Regions from separate parts of the Gossypium hirsutum genome. Here region 2 is linked to region 1. Evidence: chromatin contacts called from public Hi-C data. All regions are on one chromosome and are shown on one strand. Each heading gives the region's core, a stretch centred on a gene start, on an enhancer-like site or on the middle of the called end of the contact. The rest is flanking DNA. Distances are from core to core; before and after follow the strand shown. Region 1 holds the start of LOC107939061. Region 2 has its middle 11 kb from the start of LOC121212011.

The links. Hi-C and Micro-C count contacts between places; a contact is called where the count stands out from the background.
Region 2: a Hi-C map of leaf shows a contact between it and region 1, with 4 times the contacts expected there. The contact joins the enhancer-like site here to the promoter of LOC107939061 in region 1. A contact is called at or near these places in 3 of 34 Hi-C or Micro-C datasets (leaf and petal).

Annotation. Positions count from the first base shown.
Region 1 is chrA12:12,185,450-12,192,117 of Gossypium_hirsutum_v2.1, forward strand. LOC107939061 reads right to left here and starts at 3,724. Exons shown (of 1, transcript XM_016872348.2): 1 at 3,185-3,724. The coding sequence starts at 3,596. The coding sequence ends at 3,333. It overlaps LOC107927090 (a long non-coding RNA gene), which reads left to right. Exons shown (of 6, transcript XR_005906646.1): 6 at 1-10.
Region 2 is chrA12:12,437,163-12,443,830 of Gossypium_hirsutum_v2.1, forward strand. It overlaps the pseudogene LOC107927105. Among protein-coding and RNA genes, the nearest start is that of LOC121212011, 11 kb to the left of the region's middle. Within about 2 kb of position 3,664, at least 7 of the 9 cell types and tissues checked have an H3K27ac peak or open chromatin away from gene starts, as enhancers often do. A contact at or near this core is called in leaf, where this site is marked.

The DNA of each region.
Region 1 (6,668 bases), core at 2,474-4,973:
TTTAAATTCATTAATTTTTATATTTAGTTTTGAAGTTTAAATTTTAATGGAAAATTTAATTTAATTAATATTTTTTATTTATCCTTAAATGTATATAGTTTAAAGTTCAAATTTCAAAAATTAAACATAATATAATATTTAACATAGAAATAAATATTATTTAATTAAAATAAAATAATTTTTTTAATATCATTATTTTAGCAGCGTTTGTGAGAAAAGTGGCGCTAAAGGTTATGATCTTTAGCGGCGTTTGTGAAAAAAGCGCCGCTAAAGGTCATGGTCTTTAGCGGCGTTTTTGAAAATAGTGCCGCTAAAGGTCATGGTCTTTAGCGGCGTTGCATATAGCGACGCTTTTTGCGGCGCTTGAGAAAGCGCCACTAAAGGTACAAAAAACGCCGCTGAAAGTCTGTTTTCCTATAGTGAGGTGGTTCTTGAAGCAAAAATGAGAAAAACAAAAACTTTTAGTGAAGGAAAAAAAATATTATGTTCCTCTTTGTTTTGTCTCCTTTCTTTGCATCCTTGATTTACAACTTATTATTTATTATTTTTGCAGCAAATGACTTGGCAAAAAAATTATCAAATAATGTATATAAGGATGAAAAGCTTAAACAGTGGACCAGGCTGTACAAGGATGGAGGTAGAGAACACGAAGATAATAAGAAATCGTTTGAACAAGTTGATGAAGTTGCCAAGTCTAAGAAAGACATAATTATTACTTTTTTAAAATTGGTGAAAATAAAAAATTATAATAAGGTTTCAGAAGCACAATGTGGTAATGAGAAATAACTAGTGTTGTTTTCTTATTTACCACCTATGTTTTAAACATTTTTATATAAATTTTTATGAAATAAATGTTAAGATTTTCGGTAGGGAAACAGATCCTTCTCCATTAAATATTTGAGTATTGTAATTTGTTATTGTATATTAGACCTGTCTATTGATTAAGTAACTTATTGACTCAATAAGGTCATCTCAATTTGGGCCGAATTTAAACAAGTATTTTTATATCTTGAGATGACATGGCTTAACTGGAATTCAATTTAAATAATAAAAATATTTTCTAAATTTAAATTTAATTGGAAAAGTATATAAAATATCTACTAAATATATTTATTTATTAATTTTTGAATAGTAAAACAGGTTTTAATTTTTTTTAAAGAACTAAATTTCACCTCGATTAATGGACACCTCTACTATGTATTTACACTATTTAATTAATTTTCTTAAAAAAATTTAAATCACATGTAACAAATTTCCATTCAATTCCATACTTTAAAGTTTAATATGTTAATTACTTATGATTGACTATATTATAAATTTAATTTTTTTAAAAATATTATAATTTTACTTGAATTTACCGTTTCCTCACCATAAAACTTTTTTTTTATCACTGTTTAAATTTTATTTACTAGTAAATTTAATATAACATATTTAAATAAATAGACAGTAATATATATATATTAATCCGTGCTTTGCACGAGTAAAAAAAAAACTAGTTAGTTTATATAACTATTTTTAGACATTTTAAAATTTCAAAATTTAACCCAAACTTAAAATTTTATTCCTTCGTCCTTGATAACGAATCAATTACAGTTGTGAAATAGAAGGTTTAAGTCTTATATTTTAAACCCTATTTAATCCATATATGGAAATCTGTATATGGTAATTTTATGTATGGTAATCCTTAACTTATAACCTTACATTTTAAATCCTCGGTAACCTGTATATGGTATTTAAAGTTTTCGGGAGGAATTCATTAATTACATTATTTTAATATTTTTCTATTTATATACCCTAGTTATGGGTTTTTTTTTTTAATACAGCAAGGAAGGAAACAAACATATTGAACTAGAACAATTCTAGGAATAGTAAAATCAGTGCTGCCCTCTTGTAAGAGTTGCAACACACCAATTTAGAATGATATCGGATGACTAGTTCAATTAACACTAATGTAAATATTATGACGATAATGGAGAAGTCTGGCCTAGCAATTTCCTCAGGGAAAATTGAATATTTTGGCTGATATCTAGCCATACTAAGCTCCAAGATATGTGCACATTCAAACCAAACACGAACAACTCGCTCTCTGATGAATAAACCCTATTTTAGATTGAATTCCCAAAACAATAAACTCCTCTGAAGGTGGTCTAGGTATTTAGCAGGTCAAATTATATCCTACCATACGCCTAAAAGTAAAGGACCCACAAGAATTATGTTTAATATATAGTTAATCGTAGGAGGACAAAAGTGCATTTATCAAAGACGAATGTCAGGAAGCAAAATGGAGCTTGACGCCGCAAAAGATTGGGCTGAGAACGCCTGACATGATTAAAACGGACAGGAGCAAACAGATGAAGCAGATTGGTATCCAAGGTTAAGACAACAGTCATGTGAATGGTAAGATGGAAGTTCGACTTTACTAATTTCACTATTCATCTTCTTTTATTCTTTCGCTTATCCTATAAGCCATATCACTGACTTAAGCATAGGAGTCCCAATTACAAGGTCCCCATATCTCACCTCTCTTCTTGCAGGCTTTCTTGCTTTCACGTTCACCTCAAGTCCAAATCTTGACCGACCCCCGCTTACATTAATTTATCATTGAAATGAAAGTGCTTTTCTTTTTTCTGGTTTTGCTATGCTTAGAGGAAGAAAGGAAACACCTTGGACAATGAGAATGAGAAGGTACATACTTTCAACTCATCTGCAATGAAACAAACCAATTTACCCATAAATTCTTCTAAGCTGTTTCTAACATCTGAACCATCTCTGAGATTTTCAAACAAGCTATCAGAAACTTGTCTGATGCATGGTTTTCCATATGTATCACTTCTTTCACCTCTTTATTTATCGTATGAATCGATAATTAATAAAGTTGTACCGAGAGATACTAAAAACTCAGCCTTTCAGGTTTCAAAACTGGCAGATTCATATATGAAAACAGTTTAAGTCATTAACAGAGTTATAATCACTGCAGTTGCAGAGTGCAATCTAGATAACCGATACATCCTGCCAGTTTGTCGATGATAAGAACAAATTTTAAGTTACATGGAGCATGAAAATCTAATTCAGTTTGAAGAATTAGAACACCTTGTAATAAAAGAGACGGTGAACCGGGTTGGCTTTAGACGCCATCAGTCATACATATAATACTCGCAGACTGAGCTCTTTGGCTGCCCAAAAATAAAACAAAGCAATATTGATCTATTATTATGATATAATTTGCAGTTTTACATCAAAACAGAGGAATAAATCATTATGGGTAGATGAATGAATAAAATTAAAACCAGTTAAAGGAAAGCCAAAAGGAATATAAACAAAGTCTAATAATCCTAATGCTTGTGGGTACTTTTATGATACTTGTCCTTGATCCATTGAAGCCCAGAGGAGGTTCCTTGTTTGACCTTCTTCATCCCAGTTGAAGCCACAGATTTGGTCTTCTCAAGCCCATCCCCGACCTTCTGCTTGTACTTGGCGGTTGCCCCACCGCTGCTGCTTTTCTTCTCGTTCGCAGTACTAGTGGCAGCCGCTGGATCGGAGTAGTCCGATTGGTCTGCCCATGATGACCCATTGCCGTAAGACTTGTTTCCTTTCATTACTTTTTTGTATTGGGTAGGAGAATTCTAAATCTAAGAAAATAGAATTGATTTAGGGTAAGGATTTGTTAATTATTTAAAGTTAGCTAGGTTAAAAAACAGACGAGGTGCTCTGAATTGATGTTCTCAACTCAACTCCATATTTATAGGCGTTTAAAAAACCGATTTTTTTCCTTTTTATTAATCAATTATATATAATAAAAAAAACATCTCACAAAGTCACGCACGCAGTATCGAACGTTCTCTTCAAGAAACTTCCGCAATCCTAATGGCGTATGCCGTTCAATGCGAATTCCTTTCCCTCTTATCCGTGTTCAGCTTAAGGATAACCGCTAAATCGAATTAAATAAAAATTTTTTGAGTTAATTGAATTGTTAAATTATATTTTATTAATTTTAAAATATTTTTGAATTGAGTATAAGATGAATTTTGAATTAAATATATTTTTTTGATTTAAATTTTTAAAAAATAATTTTAAGTCTTTGTAACCACTGTCACCCATCGTAATTAATTTTATTATTAACTTTCATCACCTCATGATTTATTTATTAATCTTTTATATACGAATTAGCTTCTTTGCTTACTTAGCTGCTTCAATTATCTTCTGATTATGTATTTTGAAATTAAAAAAATATATTAAATGTAAAAATGTGATAACATAAAATTTTAATACAAATATTTACGGCATTATTAATAATTTAATTTTAATATAAATATTCAATATAATTAAACAATTGAATAATTTAAATAGTACAAAATGTGAAATTTAATTTAATAATATAAATAGTAGATATAAATTTTAGGGGGATGGGAGGGGAGTAGAAGTTTTAGGAGAAAGCGGGAGAGAGTAAAAATTTTGGGGGAAAATAAAAAGTTTTGAGGGCTTTTGGGAGTAAAATTTTTATGGAAAGTAAATGGGAGAGTAAAATTTTGGAGGAAAATATTAAAAAAAATTGGTGGGAAATGGATTTGGGGTATATGGGAGGTGGGAGGGGGAGGGGAGTAAAAGTTTTTATAACAGTCCCTTTTTAGTGAAATCGGAACAGTGGTTTCAGGACCACAAATCCGAGTCAGAAAGAAAAATTATTTTAAAATTATTTTAAAATTATTGTATGGTCTGCATTATGATAGGAATAACGTATGAAATTTTACCGATTTCATATTTAATTGATAAAAAGACCAAATTGCATAAAATACAAAAGTTGAGTTCTAGTAGCTATAGGTAGCAAATAACTATGGAATTCAAAACTTGAGGTCCTTATATGGTAAATAGACTATTAAGAAGGATTAGTAGATATTTATGATGATTCAGCCATGGAAATTTAAGAAAAGAAAAGGATGAAATTGAAAAGAAAAAGATGATAGGATGATAAATAATAAAATAAAAGAAAATATCATATTATTATCACCGTCCCCAAAATTTTCTATGGAAACTCTAGCTAAGAGATAGAACTTCAAGTAAGTTTAATTGGGTAAGTAATCATATCCCGTTTTTAGTAATTTATACATTTCCGAGGTCTTAATAACCCAATCTATCTATGTTGGGGATTAATTTGCAAAGTTATCAAAGTATTAAAATTTTTCCATGGATGAGTATGCTGAAATTTTGGAATTTATGGTAAAAAATGAAAGGTTGTTGATAGATAAATAACTTTTGTAAAGGAAATTTCCATGAAATTGTGATTTAGGGACTAAATTGAAAAGATGTAAAATTAAGGGAAATTTTCTAATTTTTATGAAAGACATGGACTGTTATTTTTATATGTACAAATTGGTTAGGCTTGAAATAAGGATTAAAATGTATGAATTTCATTTTCCGAGCATAGGAACGAAATTGGAATTAATTAAAAGTATAGGGGCAAAATGACACTTTTGCCTAAGATGTGAATTGGGTTGATTTGAATATGAAATGTAATAAATTGATGATTAAATTTATTTATATAGATCCGAAAAGACCAAATAAAGAGTTAGATTGAGGAAAAGAAAATGTGTAAGATTAGTAGATTCTCGTATACGAACAAGTGTCGAGGAAAGTTTGTGTAACTTAATTGTGTAATTATATGTTTGAATTGAATGATGTCTATGTGAACTATGAAATTGTTATGTACATGAAAATAATTATATGTCCGACATGTCTGATAAACATTAAATTCTGTATGAATGAAAGAAATTTGATGGATACAAGTTTCCTGAATTGGTTGTCGTCTTGCATATGTTGCGGACACACCAAAGATCAAAAGAGCATCCCGTTATTAGCCCTCTGGAGCTTCTCGTTACATGGTTCCTATGAACGTCTCGATCGGTATTGATCCTACATGTGTTGCGGACATACCACAGCTCTTTGTGAGCGTCCCGTTATATGGCTCTTCATAAGCTTCTTGATTAAAGGCTCTTTGTGAGCTTCCTGATTAATGGCTCTCTGGAGCTTTCTAATAATGGCTCGTTTGAACTTCCCGATATATGGCTATCTGGAGCTTCCCGTTAATGGCTCTTCGAAGCTACCTATTATTAGCTCGTATGAGCTTTTTGATTATGGCTCTTATGAGCTTCCTGTTATACAGCCTGGATAAGCTTCCCGTTACATGGGTTACATGAGCTTCCTGTCATATGTTCGAGAGAGTGCTCCCGATTATGTGCCTTAAAGAGCACCTCTAAATATGAATTTACGGATCACTATTTTATACACCTTGTGTCTACTACCCGAGTATTCATCGATATTTCAATGATTCAACGGACAAAAATATGAGATTTAAATGAATTATATCTCGAATATCCCTGAAATAACTGGAAATTGTTGTATGATGAGCTCATTTTTGATTTATTGATATTCATGTGAAATTTCATGACTAACTGGTTTGATGAGAGCATGTGTTTAGGCATTTGGCCAAAATGTTTTGGATGCATGTTTGTATGCTTATTTTGAATGAACATGATTGGTAAGTTAAATTCTTGTTATACGAACTTATTAAGCATTAAATGCTTACTCTATTTTTCTTTCTCTATTTTATAGTAATCGAAAGCTCATAAAGGTTGGAACTTGGTCAGAGTCACATCACACTATCCCTTGAATTT
Region 2 (6,668 bases), core at 2,414-4,913, 250 kb after region 1:
CCCGAATTGCCCGAATTAACCGAATTATTTGTATAAAATTATATTTTTTTATTTTTATTTTTAGTTTTAGATTTTTATTTTTATTTATTAAATTATTTGTAATTTTTATGATTGAGTTGGGTTGGGTACTAGAGTTAATATATATTAGATTGAGTATTTGGGTTTATGTTGGATTGGGTTTGAGTGAATAGTGAGCTATTTATATATTATAATTTTTTATTAATTTTTTCCGGTTAACCGACCGGTTTCAAACAGAATTAACCGTTAACCGAAAACTTAAAAAAAATTTAACTAACCCCCAACCGAATTAATTCGATTAACCGACCGATTAACCGAATTCGGACGGTTAATCAAATTTTTTCAGTTTTATCCGAATTTTGCACACCCCTAACCATATGTATCCAAATCCTTCAGCAATAACAAAGTTTATGCTACATCAGTCTTTTAAAGTAGCAAAAATGGCCATTTCATACATCAGTGCACGCCATTCAGGCTTTGGTGAAACTGGCAGATGCATACCATACTCAAGTGTGGCAGCTGTAAAACGCTGAGAGTGTTCTAAAGCACAAGTGCTCCTCCCCAAACGATTGCTCAATAACTTCACCTTGAACTGTAACACGAAGTGATCCGTGAATAGTTTCTGGTGGTTGAGATAATATAACAAGATGAGTTGGACCACCTCCTCTTCCAACAGTCCCACCACGACCATGGAACATTGTTAGCTTCATTCCAAATTTCTTAGCAACCTTTATAAGCTCCTCATGAGCTTTGTATAATTTCCAGGCAGCAGAGAGACGCCCAACATCTTTACCTGAATCTAAATACCCAATCATAACTTCTTGCTTTACATTGATCTGATTTCTGTACCAATCTACTGAGAAGAGCCGAGCCAAAGGAGCAGGTGCAGCCTCCAAATCTGCAAGCTTCTCAAATAGTGGAACAACTCTTAATGGTTGCTTCACATGGCATTCACGTTGCAAGAGCTCAACAGCAAAAACATCAGAAGGTGCAGTTGCCATTAAAATGATGTACGCTCCGAAGTTATCTGCTGGGAGCTCTACTAAGACATTGAATGTGTCTAAAACATCAACAATTTCTTCTGTTTTAGGAAGATCTGAACCAAACAGTGGACGCTTGCCACTTAGTTCAGATAATAGCCATTCCTGCATTTGTTCTTCAGACCACTCTCAGTAGGAACCAATTTCCAAGTGTTTGGTAATAGCATCTAAGACATCTGTATGACGGTCAGACTCTTGCCTAATGTCAAGTCTGACAAGTGAGAGCCCAAAGGTTGACACTTGCCTCAAGAAATTAAGAAGGCTTCCACCAGTAATTGGCCGGTCACCATAAGAGCAAAGTGATATATAACAAAGTTCAAGAGGTTCCAGGAACTGCATAAATTTTAAAACTTAATTAGTGCCAGGGTTAGTTAAGAAGAGGTTACTATAGAAAAAATATACACGTAATAAAATGCTATTTATGATCATAACAAAAATAGTTACTTAAGAGTGATGTAGAATGGTCTTTCAGAACCTAATTCAATAATTATTATTTTTGGTCGGGATTTTCCCATTCCTAATTACAACAATATAGTAAAAGAGGAAATTTACTATTCTCTGTGTTGTTCCGACTCTTCATTTTTGTCAAAGAACCTATGTTCAACACCTAAGCCCGATGCATATCAAGGCATGACTATGGCCCTCCAAGGATTCTTCAAGTACATGGAAAAAAATGAATATACCCTTGTTGGATGCATACCTGTAACAGACTCTTGAAAAGTGTAGAGTGACATATGGAAATCTCTATTTCACTTGTGAAAAGTAAGGATATTCCAAACTAATAATAAAACCATGATATAGGACAAAAAAAAAAGATACCTGCTCAATGTTGGTGAAAGTTGCTTCCTCCAGAATCTCAGACATACCATGAGATAATAATTGCCATGACCTTTCACGTGTTTGATACAGCTTGTCCCTAACATCACCAAGAATAACACGGTAGGGAGGGATTTGTTTCCAAAACTCTGCATCAAGAGTTACATCAATTAGAACTTAACCAACATAACAGATCATTGAACAAAATATATGTAGATACTACCATTTCCAAGTCACTTAGTCTAAATTCAATCTTTTAGCATGCTATATAACATACATTAAAGAAAAATCTTATCCCTTCATGGAGAATTGGCGAGGGAGAAAAAGTCTTTATACTTCAATTCAAAGTATATTCTGATAACAAGAACTTCAGTCCATTCTGCAAAGCTATTTAATCATGTAGAAAGTGCATAATCTAGATTCAGAATAAAATGAACACAAAACAGAAACTAGCGTGTATACCGATGCAGTGTTTAGCATCTCTCCTTAAGGATCTATGAAGTTCATCGGCACGAACACGAAGCTCATCACTGCAACGCCACATGGACAACTGCAAAGACATCGAAAAGAATTTGCCTAAAATAGGTCCTTTCAGAAAAGCTCTATAAAGCATGTTCGATGGACTAGCTTAATACCTCAGACATCAGATCCTCAATCTGGGAATAGTACAAATTGGCAGCCATCATTCTAGCCAACAAGCAAACATCCCTTGTGACCTCAGGAGTTACCCTTAGGTTGCCTGCATGATAAATCAAGAAAATGCTAAAACACTCCAAAAGATATTTCAGTAAAGAAACAAAGTAAGAACAAAAACATCTGTTTTTGGCTTTAGAGTTTTGAACTTCATGGTGTTCATTGTAGTTAATTAACAGTACAGAAAGCTACAATCCAACATTGATAACTAAGTTATAAAAAATTTACCTTATCTCAGAAGGATATAGGCTTGTCAAAGAAACCATTTAGCACCAAAAGCACACACGATAGTCAAACAAGATAAACATCTTACCTCCCGATGCTTATAATTCTCTTCATCTTCTTCCTTATCACGAATTCTTCCAAGTTCCATTGCCTCTCTCTTAAATTCTAACTCCAACTCATCTAACGTTTGAGGGAAGGCATGGTAGTCAAACTGATTGTAAGATTGCAAATCAGATCCCCGTCTCTCAGTATCCCATCCCTCAGTTCTATAAGCTCCCATGTTTCGATTATGACCATCGTAGGAATTAAATGAGTTGCCACCATAAGGTAAATGGCCTGGGGATTTAGAGTGGCTCAAGCGATTTCTAGCTCCATCAGTACCATAAGCTTCATGAAATGAAGAGTATGGTAAGCACTTGATTCAAGTGCGCAAAGATCAGCTTTTAACTAGACACAATATCTTATATTCACAAAGTGCACCCATCCGTTGCAATCCACAAATGCTTTCAGTAATTGACACACTTCACAGTTGTGGATTAAATATGTCAACTGTGAAGTAAAACTAATAAAGGCCAGGTCGTTTACATGATAACCATTTCAGTTCAAAACAAAAGGCCAAATGGTTGTGGAACTATAAGTAATTTTATGAATAAATTTACCCTTGGAATCTTCTTTGTTTCATAAATTTCCAACAAAAATAAAGCTAAACTATAACTAGTTCTATGAACAAAGAAGAAATAAGATGAGAAAGAGAAACATAAAAAAAATCAACTGAGAAACAGGAGAAACGTAGAAAGAAATCAAGACTACCACGGACTTGGAGCAAAGTTGCTGAGATGCTTTTATAGATCACAAGAAAGCAAAGCAAGTTCCTCTTCTTCTGTTCAGCAGTCTTCACGCCTTAGTACCAGTAAAAAGGGAAAAGAGTGCAAAAAAAATTCGAACAAAAATCAAAACCGAGTAAATTTCAAGCAGGAGAAAAGGATTGAGAATTGAGGAATGAAATAGCAATAAGCACTGTGATCGAATCTGTAATGAAGAAAAATGGGTTCATCAGAAAAGACAAACCAAAGTTAAACATTAGAAAAGACAACACCCTTTCCCCATATCAATTTTTTTCGTTCTTACCTTCGAGAGAGGAAGATGAATGCCAGTGCAGATTTTGACAACGAAAGACGAAGATGGGTAACAGCTTTGATGAACGCTGGTGCCTGGTGTTGAGAATCAGTTTTGGTTGATGACAAGCAGAAGATCAGGTGTCAAGGATGGGGGAAGGGGAAGGGGAAGTAGAAAATCAGTGTTGGCTTCTAATTTTCTTGAAAATGTCTTACCAAATTAGAAACAGTAAGAAATTTTCCAAAATTAAAGGGTTCTTTTCCCATGTTTTGTAATTGATTTTCCCTTGGGAAAATATTTTCAGCCAAACAAACAATGGAAAAGGTTGAAAAGCTTTTCCGAAAATTATTTTACTTCCAAACAAACAGACCCTAAAAAATTTAAAAACATTCTAACAAATTTAACTAAATATATATTATAAAAATTATGAATGTTATAAATATATTATAAAAATTATAAAAAGATTATAGAAAGTTTTAAATATAATTAAAAAGTTATTAAAAATAATTAAAAATTAAAAAATTGAAATTATAAAAAATTATTAAAATATTGTAAAAATTAGAAAATAAAAATTATTAAAAAATAAAAAAATTTACTAGTTCTTTTTTCTTTTCTCTCACACGCATCGTATCTCAACTTATCCTTACCAATTTTCCTCTACCAAAATCATTACCCATCATCAATTTAAGTCATAAGCACTAAAGTCATCATCATTCAAACCCATCACTTGACACTTCTCATAAGTCCAATCACAATCACACTTCAACATCTCTGTCCCTTCACTATTGAAGCCAAAAACTCCAAATTGAAAAATTAACAAAAAATATATATATACTTTTTTTAATATTTTTAAAATTTTTATAATTTTTTTATAAACTTTAATACTTTTTAAAATTTTAAATCTTTTAAATAATTTTTATATGATTTTCTTGAAATTTTTAAATTTTTAATTATTTTTTATAATTTTAAACGGTTTCTAAAATTTTAATATTTTTTATTTTTTTATTTTTTATAAAATTTTAATACTATTCTACAAAAACCATATATAAAAATATTAAAATATCATAAAAATTATAAAAAAAATTGATTTAAAAATACAAAAAATGATAGAAAATTATATAAAATCATTAATACATTTTATAGTATTTTAAATTTTTTGAAAAAATTCAATAATTTTTTATTTTTATATTTTATATTTAATGTTTAAGAATATTTTAGAACTTTCAACTTAAATGCTAAAAAACTCGTAAAATAAATTTTAAAAATCAATTAAGTCCTTCATGTCATCATTTTTTTATATCAGCTATCACAACATTATTTATCCACGTCAGTCATATGTTAGCATGTCAAATCAACATTTAAGGCCTGTCAAGGGCTTTGAGGAAAAGTTACGTTTCAAGTGGCTTAGGCTCTATTTAGCAATGCTTAAAAAAAAACTTTTGGTTTGAAAAATACTTTTAGAAGAAAAATTGTGCTAAACAAATAATTTTTCACCGAAACGAATGACTTTTCAAAACCCTTATTCAAAAGCACTTTTACTTTTCTTGAGCAAAAAACACTTTTGAAAGTATTATTACTTTTTCATTGTTTTATTTTTCTTATCTCATTTTTCATTCATTTTAAATTGTAAATGCTAATGTAAAATTTTTAATACTTATATTTGGTCTATAAATATTACCCCATTTTGAAACTTTAATCCAAATACATATAATATTTTAATTTGTCAGGTTTATATTTTCTATGTTATGTTAAGATCTAATATGAGTTATATATTCAAATTACATTTTAAAATAAAATCATTAATTAAAAAAATATTTCTTAAAATAATACAAATGTGTTAATATCTAATTACAAATATTTAATGGTTATATTTAAATATCTAAAATATAGTTTATATATTCTAATTAAATTTTATAAATAATTAATATTAATTGCTTTAAAATATTTAAAATTTATATTTCATATATTAAAATATTAACAACAAATTATACTAATTTTTTTTATATTCTTGCTAAAATATCATAAATGGAACTAATTTGAACATTATTTAGATGTATATTTGTTACTTTATAATATCATGTCTAAAATAGACATTTTATTTTTCAAAAGTATTTTTTGATAGCAATACTAAACACTTAAATTTTAAACTAAATTTCTTAAAAGTACTTTTCAAAAGCAATGCTAAAACAACTCTTATTTAAGTACAATTAGTTATTCAAAATACTTAATTGAATGTTGTTATCGATTAGAAAATTAATTAATTTTTAATTATTTTAAGAAGATTTATTTCACATTTTCGCCTCGAATGGTGATGCAAATTCTTTTTATTTATATTAATCAGTTTTGATAACTTTTAAAATCACTAATTTTTCCTTATTTAAGTGTTTTTAAATAATAAATTTAATCCTTAATTTTTTTTTTCGTGGCCCTCAAGGTAGACACCTAAGTTTGTGTAAGTTGTACAATTTCGAATTTATGAAGCTTTAAATCCATAAAAACATGGACTATATGATATTTTTGAGCAAAATCATTTTTCTTTAATTCTAGTTTTAAAGCTAAGTTAAAATTAACTTAGTTTTGAAATCGAAATTAAAATTTGATTTTGAAATTGGGACTAATTTGAATTTCTCTCACACAATTTAAAGACTTGAATTGGACTTTGTTTGGAATTTTGGGCCTTGTTCGATAGATCATTGTAAAAATTGAATTAATTGAAAACTAATATTTTCAATGATTTAATTTTTTTTATGTATGTTTGAT